5 separate regions of the Mus musculus genome follow, and all the other regions are linked to region 1. The links are chromatin contacts, called in public HiChIP or PLAC-seq and Micro-C maps. All regions are on one chromosome and are shown on one strand. Each heading gives the region's core, a stretch centred on a gene start, on an enhancer-like site or on the middle of the called end of the contact. The rest is flanking DNA. Distances are from core to core; before and after follow the strand shown.

Region 1 (2,804 bases), core at 139-2,638:
ATTCCTATTGGAACTTTTTTCTTTCTTTTTTTAGAGTGTTTCCTTAGCCATTTTTAATTTCTTCTTTTGAGAACTGCTTAGTACAGTAGCTCAGTTTGTAGTTTGGTTGATTGCTTCCCTATTGCTTAGAATTTTTGGTGATTTTATTTTTCTAAATATTCAGTATTAAGTATACAATGAACATGTAACTTTAAATCACAAAGGAGATAAATGACACATTATGTAATCATACTCAACTTTAAGATCTCAACTATCAAGAATAAAAACTGGCATTAAAAAAAAAGAGATGCGACTGAACCACTTTAAGAAAGATGGCTGAAGCACGGTCATAAGTACCTATTGTTTCTTTCAACCAGGACTTTAAGTTCAGAACTTACTTTCTCAGGAGGAAAACCAAGACTAATATATATATATATATATTCAGGCATGGTTTGCAAAAAGTCATCAGAGTTCACTCATCTCTAATCAAGCATTACTGTCTATTACTGTGTGTTTTAATTACATGTTCTGTTCTTGTCAGGTTCCAAACCGGCAAGAAAGCCTCCACAGACTCCAAGAACAACACAATTTCCCGCAAGAGGTATTTTTCAGATGGCGAAGCTAACTGGTTGGCTGGTTAGTCTGAAATTTTACTTCTAAGTGTGAGGTGTCCTTACTACTAAGTAGCTTTTTCATTCTGGAGGTCTCTCCAAGATGGAAGCGCGTCTCCCCGCCGGCAGAGGGCGCCAAGCGCACCCCTGTGTAGTTTAACGCACAACTGCCTTTTGGAGTCCTCAGTCCCAGGCTGAAAAAGGACAGTGGTGGGAGTTGGGGGGTGGGGTGGTGGTGGTGGTGGTAGATGTTCTGGGGTCCTCCCCACAAGGATGCCTTCTGGGCAGGGGGTCAGTTGGAAAGGGGAACCTTTTGGAGCGAACTTCTTCCCTTAGTGTGAAAGTTTGTGTTGCTGCAACTGAGGAGAAATAAATCCCTGAGTTTGGGGTTTCCGGATTAGCGCTTTGTCAACAGTGTCCTAACGGAGGGTCTTCTAGATTGGATACGTCTACTTCTGAAGCGCCCGTGTCCCTTGCACCAGTTCTCTGCGGACCTTGAAGCTCGGCTTCCGGCTCTCTCGGGGCTGCAGCAGACGCTCCCGGAGGCGAAGGCGGGAGCTCACGGCTCATTCATTCAACAAATATTTACTGAGCGTCCGGAGGCGACCGGTGACTCTCACCAGCTCCTCCTCCGCGCTCGGCGGCGCAGCAGCCCGGGAGCGCTGGGCAATCGCAGAGCCGACGCTGGGAGGACCGGGCGGGCGGCTCCGGGCTGCGGCTCCAGCCGGGCGAGGCGGAGCCGGCGGGGGAGGCGGGCGGCCCCGGGGCGCAGAGGGCGCGGCCAGCGGGAGGAGCCCGGGCGGCGCCGGGGAGGGCGCGCGGGGCTGCACGGCCGCCGGTCCCAGCAGGTGACCGCGGGCGAGCGGGCGTGCGTGCGGGGCCCCGGGCGCGAGCGAGGCGGGACGGCGTAGACGCGGCCGGCGCGCCAAAGTCGTCCAAGTTTTGCCGGAACATGGCGGAGGAGTCCGGCCGGCGCAGCAGCGCTCCGAGCACGAGTGTCTGTAGCCGCTAGCGCCGCGGGGCGAGGTCGTCGCCATGGCCCGTTGGATCCCTACCAAGAGGCAGAAGTATGGGGTTGGTGAGTGCTTGCCCCGCCCCACCCTCGCCCGAGCGCCCGGGAGTCCACTTTGGCCCCGCGGAGCTCGCGCACACTCGGCCACTCGGTCCCGCTGCTGCACCCCGGGAGTCTAGCCCGCTCTGGTGTAAAAGTGCTTTTAGGCTTGGGGACTCTGATCCTCCCCTATCCGAACCCCAACTCTAGTGGCGCACACTGTGGGAACGCGCCAGGTCCCCACTGCCGTTGGTGGCCAGCGAGGGCCGCACGTGGGACGGTGCGCTTTGCGAGTGCCCTTCCCCAGATCCCACTTGGAAGCTCCAGAGTCCCTTTCCCTCTCTCCCTCCCTCCCTGGGACTGCAGTCCGGATCGCAGTCAAAGACAAAATGGGAAGCCGAAGTTGCCAGTAGAGGTGATGGAAGAGGCAGGAAGTGTGAGGCGTGGGAAGGAGGGCAAGGGGGTCCTGGGGCTGTTTGTGAGGACACCCATCTGACCTACTGGCGTGGTTGGAGAGGTGTGACACAGCTTCCCCCCAGGGGCAGGAAGAGGGTAGGTTCCGCGCAAGCGGGTGGCGTTTGTGTTCGCAGTACCCTAGCGCTCCGTCATTGCTGAACTCTGGCCTCTAGGTTTGGATCTGAAACCTTGGCGTTGAGGGGTTGGACCCAGGTGGAAAAACTTTCCACTTTCACTTTTCATTGAGCCAGGTCAGGGAGGAAGCACTCACCTTTAGCCGGACGATTGCCAGGAGAATTAGACTTTAAATGGAGCCTCTGGAATAAACAAGTGTGTTGTGTGGGAATTTTATCACTTTCTCTCAGGTCCACTCACTTGGCGCGTTTGAAATGCAACCCCTTACTTCACTCCTGTCAGCGCACCTCTTTTCCTTCAAGTCCTGGACCCACAGGAACACTGCCTGAAATTATCAGTCTGCCGTGACAGACATGAAGTCCTATGTGCCTATGTAACCGGGACTCAGACACCGCCTTCAGTCTTTAGTATATTATAATGTGATGCAGATTGAAAGCCTGCATATGTACATTTGCAAATATGTATATATACACACACACACACACACATATATATATGCATAATTCTCAACCTTTTTTTTTTTAATTTGTCTTTACTTTTAGAATTTTTGCTCCTCCACATGGCTGTGGGTT
Region 2 (2,804 bases), core at 168-2,667, 190 kb before region 1:
AAATAGAAGGACATTTTCAGTTCAAATATACAGTCAAAGGAAACCCCTGTAGAATGTTTGTTTAAATAAGCATGCTTAAGGGATGGTGGGTCCAAATCGGTCATCAAAATCAACATAAGGAAATAGGTTGCGTTTTTAAATGGGGGCAGAGGGACCACCTGGCTTATTCAAGACTGAGATGAGGCTGTCCAGTTACCTTTCAATTAATTTAAAACTAATTCAGTTGCCCTGTCGGTTGTAACAGTACACGTAAGTAGTACCCAGACAGAAAGATGACTATGCAGTTTTCAAACTTAACATACACACTATCTCCCTGGGTTTTTTTTTTTTTTTCATCTCGGATTTCCCCTTCCCGGTGAGTAGTTGACCTTCAAATTTCAGGCCTTGTGTCTCCTCCTTCCCTAACATCCCTCACTTATTGGTAAAGTCAAACTGGGTTTCAAGTCTCTATTTTCCTTAACTGAGTTGAATGGCTTTTAGTTGATTTCAAAATCTGCAGTCTGTTCATTGTGCCAACTCTGCACTGTCTTAGTGTGGGATTTCCAGCTTGTTCCCTACAAACAAACAGCCCCTACAAACAGGTTTAATAGTATTCACTGGAGGAGATGAGCCAGAAGTGACCCTCCTCTGGACTCTGGTAGGCTGCGAACCCAGCAGAATCCCATGGGCACGCCTGGGCGCTGTCCTTGGTGCTGCCGGATCCTTGGGCGTCACAGCGCCTTACCTGCTGGAAGCTGCAGTCGTCCCCCAACAGTTAAGCAGACTGGAGTGCCACTTTCCACTTTTAACACAAATGACTACCCCGGCCTGTCTTCTTTGTCCCCTTTCCGGAGGTTTCCGGCGGGCCATTCCTCAAAAACTCTCTCTTTTTTTTCTTCTGCATAACTCTCAGCTCATCTCTTGCTGCTTTAAGACGAGGAGTGGGGGGGGGGGGAGACAAGAAAGACAAGGATGGATGGGGGAACAAAAAGAGAGTTGGGGGTTAAGGGGTGAAAGTCGAGGCTGCAAAGAAAAAAAGTCCCAGGGGAAAGGGCTTCAAGGGAAATGCCGGATGAAGAAAAAAAAAAAAAAGTAGAGGGAGAAGGGCCTCGTGGAGAGGTGGGAGGGGTGTGTGTGATAAAGAACAGCGGACCCTACGGCCAAAAGTAAGGAAGAAAGAGACTAAGAGGTAGGGGGCCAGACGAAAGTCAGGAAGCCAGAGAAGAGCTGCTCAGAGGGCCGAGAGTGGCGAGACAAAGAAAGGGCGCTGGGAAAGGGCACTTGCGCCAAAGCTGTGAACTGCAAACTGCTGGTGAAAAAGCAGAGAAGGGCAAGCTACCGGGTGACAAGAGGTCTGGAACTCAAGGGGACGCTAGGAAAAGGCCGGCCCGGCGACACCCAAGTGTGGGGTCCAGTGTGGTGCGGGCCCACGTGGAGCGGCCGCTGAATCACCGCAAGGCTTGTCTCCCCCTTCCCCCCACCCCCGGCCCGGTACCCGCAGTCCCCGCCTCCTCGGCCGCCGCCTCCACGGGGCGGGGCCCTGGCCCGGGACCAGCTGCTCCGCTATAAAGGGGCTGCGGCGAGGCCGGCAGAACGCTGTGACAGCCACACACCCCAAGGCCTCCAAGATGAGCTACACGCTGGACTCGCTGGGCAACCCGTCCGCCTACCGGCGGGTCACCGAGACCCGCTCCAGCTTCAGCCGCGTGAGCGGTTCCCCGTCCAGCGGCTTCCGCTCGCAGTCCTGGTCCCGCGGCTCGCCCAGCACCGTGTCCTCCTCCTACAAGCGCAGCGCGCTCGCCCCGCGTCTCGCCTACAGCTCGGCTATGCTCAGCTCGGCCGAGAGCAGCCTCGACTTCAGCCAGTCCTCGTCGCTGCTCAACGGCGGCTCCGGCGGCGACTACAAACTGTCCCGCTCTAACGAGAAAGAGCAGCTGCAGGGGCTGAACGACCGCTTCGCCGGCTACATCGAGAAAGTGCACTACTTGGAACAACAGAACAAGGAGATCGAAGCAGAGATCCAGGCACTGCGGCAGAAGCAGGCCTCGCACGCCCAGCTGGGTGATGCTTACGACCAGGAGATCCGAGAGCTGCGCGCCACCCTCGAGATGGTGAACCACGAGAAGGCTCAAGTGCAGCTGGACTCCGATCACTTGGAGGAAGACATCCACCGGCTCAAGGAGCGCTTCGAGGAGGAGGCGCGGCTGCGGGACGACACCGAGGCTGCCATTCGCGCGCTGCGCAAAGACATCGAAGAGTCGTCGATGGTTAAGGTGGAGCTGGACAAGAAGGTGCAGTCGCTGCAGGATGAGGTGGCTTTCCTGCGGAGCAATCACGAAGAGGAGGTGGCCGACCTGCTGGCTCAGATCCAGGCGTCGCACATCACGGTAGAGCGCAAAGATTACCTGAAGACAGACATCTCCACGGCGCTGAAGGAGATCCGCTCCCAGCTCGAGTGTCACTCAGACCAGAACATGCACCAGGCCGAAGAGTGGTTCAAATGCCGCTACGCCAAGCTCACCGAGGCGGCCGAGCAGAACAAGGAGGCCATTCGCTCTGCCAAGGAAGAGATCGCCGAGTACCGGCGCCAGCTGCAGTCCAAGAGCATCGAGCTCGAGTCGGTGCGAGGCACTAAGGAGTCCCTGGAGCGGCAGCTCAGCGACATCGAGGAGCGCCACAACCACGACCTCAGCAGCTACCAGGTAGGAACCGCGGCTGCGCGGCCGGCCTGCGCCAGCGCCAGCGCCGCGCGCCCCCGACACGACACTCGAGAGCGCGCCCAGAGGCCCTCTTGGTCGCGCTCCCTGGTGGCCGCATTCCAGTGC
Region 3 (2,804 bases), core at 106-2,605, 170 kb after region 1:
CTCAGAACAGATGTGACGATTCCCCAGGGTAGCTCTTTCTAGGAAGTCAAGCGCCTCAATGCATGCTCTTCTCTGTGTTTATTCATATGGCTGTCCCCTAACGTGGCTCTTTAAAACAAGGGAAAACATTTAAGGGTCTGCTCTTCGGGGACGGAAAGATTAAAGTATGTTATTAAATTACAAAGTCGAAGTAAAGAAGTTTGTTTAGCAAATGAATTAATGAGTGAGTAGGAGATGCAAGATAAGTATGTAATTCAGATGGAAACTTTATCAACTGAAAAATACCCCAAGAAAATATTTAGTCATATGCAGTATTAGGTAGGTAGGTAGGTAGGTAGGTAGGTAGGTAGGTAGGTAGGTAGGTAGGTAGGCAGGCAGGCAGGCAGGCAGGCAGGCAGGCAGGCAGACAGACAGACAGACAGACAGACAGACAGGTAGGCAGACAGGCAAGCAAGTAGGCAATCGGGCAGACAGACAAACTGACAGATATTGCTGATATATGATAAAATGATAGAGAGTTGATAGATAGATGCTTAGGTAGAACCTTTTAGAAGGGAAGTTACCTTGAAATGAGATAAAGAACTTTCATACAATTGTTATGGCTAATGCCTACAATCCCAACACTCAAAAAGCTGAGACAGGAGGATGTCTCAAATTTCAGGACTACCTTCAGCTATTGTCTTATTCCCTATTCTATTGCTGTGAAAAGATACCTTGGCCAAGGCAAATCTTACAGTAGAAAGCCTTTAATTGAGGGCCTGTTTACAGTTTCAGAGGGTTAGTCCATTGTGGCAGGGTTGTGGGAGGAGCTTGGTGGCACTCACTGTGGGAACAGTAGCTGAGAATTCCATCCTGATCCACAGGAAGAAAGAGGGAGACCAGAGGCAGACTGGGCTGGGTGTGGGCTTTTAAAGCCTTCAAGCCCACTCCCAGTGCCACTCCTTGATGAATAAGCCATTTTTATGCAAACCACCACAACTGATAGAATGATACGCTGACTAACAGCAACAACAAAGCAGAGACCTCCAAAGAGGAACTTGGAGTCTTAAGGAACTCAGTGTGACCTCAAGCAGACCTCCCTAGAGTTTGTCCTGCCTGCAGTCCTCTAAGCCAGTGACAATACTTAATTCTGGACTGGCTGAAAGAGAGATCTAGCGTTTTTTAAAATCTTAAAGTGATCTACTCAGTGTACTATCTAATACAGGGAGTAACTCTTAATTGCATCCTAATTCAGTCAAGCCACCCATTTAAAAAATTGTAAGAAAATTGGGAAGTTAATTTGAAGATTGTTGCATGAGATTAGGGCATGATGGGGTTGTGGTTATGACCGCGTCTTGTAGAAATGCCCTCTGGAACTATGGTAGGTATGGCACCAGGCAGCCCCTCCCAAGTCATGTAGGGAAGGGTGAGGGCTGTAACTGGGTATGTAGACTAAACAAGACCTGCTCTAAGACGGTCATTTTTGATGATGTGGGACCTGAACATGCGCTTATTATATTATCCATTTTTTTTTTTGCATTGAAACTCAACAAAAACTTTGCCCAATCCAGTTCCAAACCCTTGGACTTGAGTGATCCTCCTGCCTCAGCTTACTAAGTTCCTGGGATATAAGACATAAGACATCATCCTCAGCTGCAGTTATTTTCATTTATGTAATAATAAGTGAAACCAAATTTTATACTTTTTGGATTTTCTTTTTTTCATTAATTATCCATTTATATCTTAAGTTTTTTAAAAATGAGGCTACTCTTTCTATTTTGACTGCCAAAAATGTCTGTCCTTACCTATAATATGCTTGTTACATATCCAACTCTCTCCTCTACGTGTAGTGTTTGATCATGATTCCTGATGGATTAGTTTTCATTATGGGACTTGGAAATCTACTGTTATACCTAGTGGACATTTTTCAAACATTTTGCAGATAACAAATCTAAGACATTGTGCCCAGATTGCCCACTCTTTTACTCTATGGGTTCTGTCCTTATCTCGTCCCTGGGAAGAATAAATACTGGTGGGACCTGAGGAGATGGTTTCCTCAGTAAAGCACCTACTACACAGACGTGAGGACCTGGATTTGGATTCATAGCACCCACATCAAGGCCAGATGGGACAGCACACATATAGAACCCCAGTGCTAGAGTTGAATGGTGATATGCAGATTCTGATAGCTCATTGGCCAGCCAGGCCAGCCAATCAGTGAGCTCTTGATTCCATAAGGATCTCGGTCTTGACAAATAAGGTGGAAAGAGGAAGACACTCCATGTTGACCTCTGACCTTCACATGCATGCTTTCATGCCTGCATGTGGCATGTACACACATGCACACATCCACAGGAGAACAAATATATAACACACGGGAGAGGGTAAATATTCACTAATATTTTCTCTCTTTCAGATGATAGTCTCATTTCTGGACATTTTACCCTGAGTTGTTTGTTTGGTTGTTAAGACTCTGGGAACCTGAGAAGTTGGGTGAAGATGGAGTTGAGGGTCTTGCTGGTGCTTTGGAGTGAAGGCTTATCATTCTGGGATTAATGTTTTGTGACTTTTGTCCTCCTTCCCGGCTGACAGGTCCATCCTGGAACCCCTGTTTGAACGCAGAGCTTCATCGGGTGCCAGAGTTGAAGATCTGCCACCCAAAGAAGACAGTGAGAACCGGATTAGCAAGTTCAAGAGGAAAGACTGGAATCTGAGCAAATCACAAGTCATTGCAGAGAAGGCTCCAGAACCTGATGTGATGGTAAAGGGAGGAGGGCAGGGAGGGAGGGGGGCAGGGAGGGAGGGAGGGAGGGAGGGAGGGAGGG
Region 4 (2,804 bases), core at 206-2,705, 150 kb before region 1:
GTTGTCAGTAAAGAGAAGGCATTACTTGGCAACGCCCAACTCCGACTCCCTCCGCCCCTTCCTCCCAACTCACCCCTAACAACCCTGATTCAACCAGAACAAGCAATCCCCAGGCAGCAGTCGCGCCCCGCCCCCTCCAAATGCCCCATCCTTTCCACAACCTCTCGGAAGCCAAGCCCTCTGATAGCTGCTCTGTGCTCTAGAACCCCCTAGCGTTCACTCTCTGGGTACACCCTGACTCCCCCCCCCCCCGCCGCCGCCCCTACCGTGGACCTCCCCACCCCCACTGAGCTTAAACCGTACTATACCTGCATGGCGCTAATGTCTGCATTCTGCTTGTCCTCTAGCTCCTGCAGCTGCTTCTCCAGAGCTTCGTTCATACCCCGGCAGGCTTCGATCTCCAGGGTCTTAGCCTTGAGCAGGCGGCGGCTTTCCGACACCTCGTCCTTGGCAGCGCGCACAGCGTCGGTGTTCTTGGCGGCGCTCTCGGTTAGCACGGTGAAGCGGCTCTTGAACCACTCTTCGGCGTTCTGCATGTTCTTGGCGGCCAGCTTCTCGTACTGAGCGCGGATGTCCTTGAGAGCGGCGGAGAGGTCGGGCTTGGAGGACACGTCCATCTCCACGGAGATCTGAGCATACTGGATCTGAGCCTGCAGCTCGGCGATCTCTTCCTCGTGCACCTTCTTCAGGAAAGCTATCTCGTCCATCAGGCTGTCGATGCGCTTCTCCAGCTCGGCGCGGGCGAGCGCGGCCTCATCCGCACCTTTGCGCGCTTCCATCAGCCGGCCCTCGGCGTCCTCGCGGCTCAGCACTTCTTCCTCATAGCGAGCCTGCAGGTTGCGCAGAGTCTCCTCCAGCCCCTCGCGCTCGCCCTGCAGCGCCTGCTTCTCGTTAGTGGCGTCTTCCGCTGCCAGCCGCAGATCGCGGATCTCCTGCTCGTACAGGGCGCGGAAGCGGGAAGGCTCAGAGTGTTTCTGGCGCAGCACCAACAGCTCGGCTTCCAGGACCTTGTTCTGCTGCTCCAGCTCGTGCACGCGCTCGATGAAGCTGGCGAAGCGATCGTTGAGGTCCTGCAGCTGTGCCTTCTCTTGTGTGCGGATAGACTTGAGGTCGTTGCTGATGGCGGCTACCTGGCTCAGATCGAGATTCTCCAGGCTGGGCATCAAAGAGCCAGAGCTGGACGAGTAGCTGCGGCGCACGGACAGCGAGGAGGAGACCGGCGCGGAGTAGCTGGAGTACGCGGAGCGCGCCGTGCTGTAGCCGCTGCGCACGCTGGAGATGTGCACCCGGGGCGTCTCCACATAGCGCCGCTTGTAGGAGGTCGAAAAGTACGGATCGTAGCCGAACGAACTCATGGTGGCGGCCGGTGCGCCCCTCAGGCCCGGGGCGGAGATGGGGGACCTAGAGAGAAGAACGGGGGAGAAGAGGGAAAGGGGAGGATGGATGGCTGTGTGCGGCTCGGCGCGGTCCTGCCACCTCTATTTATACGCCGGGACTCTGACGCAGACTGTGATCGATCGCCGTGCGCAGGCCAGTGGGGGCAGCGCGTTGCTGCAGCCAAGGGGAGGATTCTGCGCAAAAGCAAAGGCGGGGGCGAACGACAGAAGGCTAGCGAGCTGCGGCTCCAGCCTGGCCGCTTTTCTATGAGGACCCCTACTTTCTCTGAGACCCCCATAACTTCCCTGCTTATTCTTTTCCTTTCCTATTCCCCCGTCCCATCCTGCCTCTTAATACCTAAAGCCCACATCACTAGGACTCTTAAATGTTCCAAATAAAAAGGTTCGCGATCCCTACTGACACATCAACTTTTAACATCCAATGTCACAAAGACACCTTCACCCCACCCCACCCCACCCCACCCCACTCCCAGCTTTCCCTTTTTGCCTCAGGGACCCTCTCAAGCACCCTGATTCGTGTTTAAGCAGCACGTTTGGGTTGCTGACAATAGCTAATGTTCTTGCGGCATTACTGCAGGAAAAGTTTTGCATGTCTTTGTAGCTATTTTCTGACGTTTTCTTAAATTCGCCCCACTTTCTCCTGCCTCCTTTTATTTTTATTTCTATTTCTTTCCGTATTACTCTTCTTCTCAATACATAGGGAAATTGCACCACTACACACCATTGGAACCGCAGGACAGCGGGTGTTCATTTTGGCATTTTAAAACCTTTACAGCAGTTAATTTGTCTGACACCTTTCATAGAATTTCCCCTTTCTTTGTGAGAAATGTAGTCGGGAATGCTTAGGAGGGGTTGGAACCAGCCAGGTAAAGATTTGCAAGGCAAAAGACGGGCGCGCTCGGCCGCGGGAGAACTTCAGGGTGCCTTTATCCTCACTGAGCTATTCATACTTCCAACGCCTCAAAAGCCTCTTCTCCTCTTTTTAACACCTGTGTGGTACCCCAACCTGATGGTTTCAACAAGCCATGAAGGTAGATGGGGAGAGAGAGAGAGAGAGAGAGAGAGAGAGAGAGAGAGAGAGAGAGACTGCTGCAAAGGGCTACCCGCTCTGGGTGTGGTCTTCAGGAAGAGAACGCTGCATGGAGCCTGCTGAAATTCACAGATAATAGATACACTTAGGAACCTATGGGCTTCCTTCAGGGAGCACCCAGATACCAGAGTGGGCACGCCAAACGCACGTGGGTGCAACATTTTCATACTCGCGTTGTGAGCGCCTGCAGTTCCGAAGAGATACTGCAGATTTGTAAGAAATAACTAAAACCTTTAAGCAAGCATTTGGCGTTTTGTTTAATTTGTTCAATGTATCGCTGGCTTGCTGATTCCTTTAAATGGCACAGTGGGAGGTTA
Region 5 (2,804 bases), core at 142-2,641, 130 kb before region 1:
TATGCTTTTGGATAAAGCACTTTCATCATTACCGGAAAGCCTAACTTGTTCCCGAGTGCCGCAAGATCACCCTCTAGTGGTGAAAGCTGTACAGTGCAGTATGAGTTCGGCCCCTAGATTGTAAAGACTGTGTTGAAGACTTCCAGAAACACCTACTCTCTCTCAAAAAGCAGAGTTCCTGGAAGAGCACCCAGCAAAACAAAGCTGTCATTTGTAGAAGCCTAGGTGTTCTGTTTACACAGTAAGGGAGAGAGCCACCTAGCTTCTCTCGGAAGGCTCACCAGCTTGGCTGTTACTATATCGGATTTTAGGAGGATTTTATAACAATGTAAAAGATACAGGTCAAAGTTCTGTCTTTTTCTGGTACTGCTAATATGGATCAGACTTCACGATGCTTCTAATTAATTTTGATGTAAAAATAATCTTCTCATTGGGGAGTTAGTTAATTTATGTGTCAATTTTGGGGGCATACTGCCTTAGCAAAAACAAACAAACAAATAAACAAAACAAAATATACTTTCTCCATAATTTACAAAATCCACTGGGAGCCCTTGTGAGATGTACTCTTTACTATTTACATCTCAGGCTTGGTTTTATTTCAATACATGAAATGTTTGAAGGGAAAGGCAGAGGGCAGTTAAGCCTGTGACACTAATGAGTCCTTTTGCCTTGGAGATTTTTCTCCTTCCTAGCCACCTGTACGCCACCTTCTAAACCTCCTTTCTTACACTGTGAATAGGGACTTAGACACCAAGAGCACAGTACTACAAAAGCCATTGTTTATCCAGCAATAGCCATATGTTTTGTTCAATATCTATAGTGGATACTAATTTATAAGAGACTGCTTTCAGTCACTTACTGAGTCTGCAAATGACTATCAGAACACATGCATTACTCTGGGGCAAAAGTGTGGACTAGCACATAATTTAAGATTGCAGCTACACATTAGCTTGGGTTGTAAATGTTGATTCATAGGAACTCCAAGACAAGTAAGGTTGATTGTTACATTGTTCTCTTAAAGACAGATTAAACAGGTGGGCTCAGTGGGAGATCAGTTCTAAGTCTTAAGTGGCCATAAGGTGTATCACTAACCCTGGCTGCAGGGCTGGAGAGATGACACAGGGGTCCTGAGTTCAATTCCCAGCGACTACATGGTTGCTTACTAACCCTGGCTGCAGATCCAGAAAAAGTTCTCGTCTCTTAGGACCTGAGGGACATCTCCATAATATCACATCACATCACCGTGGCTTGTTTTTATTCTTGGATCTGCTCGAATGGTTCAGTTCCGTATTTAATCTGTAGAACCATTTGAGGACAAAGGGAGGGCTGAACTGGAGATGCCGAGAGGAAACTGCCTGTGACTGGTCTGACTTGAACTGTTGGGAGGAGGTGAACTTGTGGTGCGGGTGGCCCCACCCATGCTTGGAATGAATTCAGATGAGAGATGGGAAGGGGGAGACCATGAGAAAGCCTGTTCCCCCTCACTTCACAGCAAAGTGTCTACGACACAGATCAAGTCTCACACTCACTCACGGGCTTGTCTGTAGGGCAACAACAACAAACCAAAGAAACAAAACGATCCCACCCAAGTCTAGCTTGGTAAATCAAAGGAGTTTAATTAGGATTATTTACTGTAGAGCAGGCAGCTTTTGAGCGGCCATACCACTGACGAAAATGTCTTCCTCACTCCCAGAATTGCCTATAAATCCTCAGAGAAATGCGGCCTCATGAGATTCCACCCTTACGGAACAATAGTGGACCTGGTCTTGTGCAGTTCTCCTGGAGGTAGTCACAGCTGCAGGCAATGTGAAAAAAACAAACCAAAGCAAGCCAAACAAACAAAAGAAAAGCCATGCCCTGTTCAGGGGACAGTGTTCCACAAAGATCATGATGCACTCTGCAGCTGTTGTGATGGACTGAAGGCTACAGTTTCGTCTCTGGAATAAGGGCTGCCATAGGGTGAGCAGACACAATGAACTTGGCACTAGGCTGTCCTAACAAGTACGTTGACCTACTCCATTGTAAGAGCCAGGAAAGAGATGTTTGGGATATTTAGTACTTTTCTGCCCAAGGCACAGCAGGGTCCTTTAAACCCATTCTCCTCGGCCTTTCTATCAGAAGGGTCTTGCAGATCAACACATCGGCCACAACAGCCAAATTCTGTTGATAAGCGCTGAAGAGCACATGCCTGATTCTATCCTGAGTTATATGTTTCTGTCATGTCTTTCTCACAGGATTTCACTGAGACTGTGGTCTGTCGCAGGCAACGAGCAGAGGAATGGAGGCACTTCATAACCTGCTTTCTCCTTTCATTTATTTATTGAAAGCCTACTGTGTGCCAGGTCCTGCACCAGGCATTTAACGTGAAGACGCTCTTGCCCTTGAAGGGTTTACAATCAAAATAAAGGAAACTGTAAAAGGATGCCAGCCTTTCAGGTGGCAGGTGCAGTGGTAGCCTTGACAGTGGAATTGTTACCCAGATTGAGGGTGGGCATGAGAGGAGCAGGGGAGGCATCTAAGGTCCTAACAGCCGGCATCCACCAAGTGCCTACTTCCCAATTTGGTAAAAATTCTCCTATGAATTATTCAGGTGCTGGGGACTTGCCCGAGCAGTTGACAGGGTCAGAGAGTCAGAGAGGGAGGTGAGTCAGGCGTAGTGGTCAGGGGAATCTTGCAGCTCTGACTGACTAGCAGTCAGGTTGCTTCTTTATTTATCCAGGTTCCACAGAACACAGACAGACTCGTCATTATCCAAGAAGTATAGATTATACCATTTTGTCTCTGGACATGTGTTTGATTTTTCA

The links. Hi-C and Micro-C count contacts between places; a contact is called where the count stands out from the background. HiChIP or PLAC-seq counts read pairs in DNA pulled down with a chosen protein or histone mark.
Region 2: a contact with region 1 is called in a Micro-C map of embryonic stem cells, with 2.8 times the contacts expected there. The contact joins the promoter of Nefm here to the promoter of Dock5 in region 1. A contact is called at or near these places in 2 of 484 Hi-C or Micro-C datasets (embryonic stem cells and nephron progenitors) and 2 of 115 datasets of contacts at active chromatin or transcription factors (both in embryonic stem cells).
Region 3: a contact with region 1 is called in an H3K27ac HiChIP or PLAC-seq map of embryonic stem cells, with 15 read pairs. The contact joins the enhancer-like site here to the promoter of Dock5 in region 1. A contact is called at or near these places in 10 of 39 promoter capture datasets (the HPC-7 cell line, cancer-associated fibroblasts, embryonic stem cells and 3 more), 2 of 15 datasets of contacts at CTCF or cohesin (the NIH/3T3 cell line and embryonic stem cells), 11 of 484 Hi-C or Micro-C datasets (bone marrow-derived macrophages, embryonic stem cells, granulocyte-monocyte progenitors and 4 more), 23 of 115 datasets of contacts at active chromatin or transcription factors (acute myeloid leukemia, bone marrow-derived macrophages, a colorectal cancer cell line and 10 more) and 3 of 9 other capture datasets (adipose tissue, liver and pancreatic islet).
Region 4: a contact with region 1 is called in an H3K4me3 HiChIP or PLAC-seq map of embryonic stem cells, with 18 read pairs. The contact joins the promoter of Nefl here to the promoter of Dock5 in region 1. A contact is called at or near these places in 1 of 39 promoter capture datasets (embryonic stem cells), 2 of 484 Hi-C or Micro-C datasets (both in embryonic stem cells) and 3 of 115 datasets of contacts at active chromatin or transcription factors (embryonic stem cells and pancreatic cancer cells).
Region 5: a contact with region 1 is called in an H3K27ac HiChIP or PLAC-seq map of embryonic stem cells, with 5 read pairs. The contact joins the enhancer-like site here to the promoter of Dock5 in region 1. A contact is called at or near these places in 1 of 15 datasets of contacts at CTCF or cohesin (CD8 T cells), 6 of 484 Hi-C or Micro-C datasets (LSK cells, Th17 cells, embryonic stem cells and 2 more), 5 of 115 datasets of contacts at active chromatin or transcription factors (CD8 T cells, embryonic stem cells, memory CD8 T cells and 1 more) and 1 of 9 other capture datasets (embryonic stem cells).

Annotation. Positions count from the first base shown.
Region 1 is chr14:67,932,156-67,934,959 of GRCm38.p6, reverse strand. Dock5 (dedicator of cytokinesis 5) reads left to right here and starts at 1,388. Exons shown (of 52, transcript NM_177780.3): 1 at 1,388-1,668. The coding sequence starts at 1,626.
Region 2 is chr14:68,123,617-68,126,420 of GRCm38.p6, reverse strand. Nefm (neurofilament, medium polypeptide) reads left to right here and starts at 1,417. Exons shown (of 3, transcript NM_008691.2): 1 at 1,417-2,681. The coding sequence starts at 1,608. A230070E04Rik (RIKEN cDNA A230070E04 gene) reads right to left here and starts at 2,669. Exons shown (of 3, transcript NR_045897.1): 1 at 1,593-2,669; 2 at 725-903.
Region 3 is chr14:67,758,967-67,761,770 of GRCm38.p6, reverse strand. Dock5 (dedicator of cytokinesis 5) reads left to right here. Exons shown (of 52, transcript NM_177780.3): 49 at 2,572-2,740. Among named protein-coding and RNA genes, the nearest start is that of Gm52126, 9.5 kb to the right of the region's middle. Within about 2 kb of position 1,355, at least 54 of the 459 cell types and tissues checked have an H3K27ac peak or open chromatin away from gene starts, as enhancers often do. A contact at or near this core is called in the HPC-7 cell line, acute myeloid leukemia, bone marrow-derived macrophages and 3 more, where this site is marked.
Region 4 is chr14:68,082,514-68,085,317 of GRCm38.p6, reverse strand. It overlaps Nefl (neurofilament, light polypeptide), which reads right to left and starts at 1,455. Exons shown (of 4, transcript NM_010910.2): 1 at 309-1,455. The coding sequence starts at 1,355.
Region 5 is chr14:68,065,253-68,068,056 of GRCm38.p6, reverse strand. All of the region lies in intron 1 of Gm31107 (a long non-coding RNA gene), which reads left to right. Among named protein-coding and RNA genes, the nearest start is that of Gm31107, 14 kb to the left of the region's middle. Within about 2 kb of position 1,391, at least 7 of the 459 cell types and tissues checked have an H3K27ac peak or open chromatin away from gene starts, as enhancers often do. A contact at or near this core is called in embryonic stem cells, where this site is marked.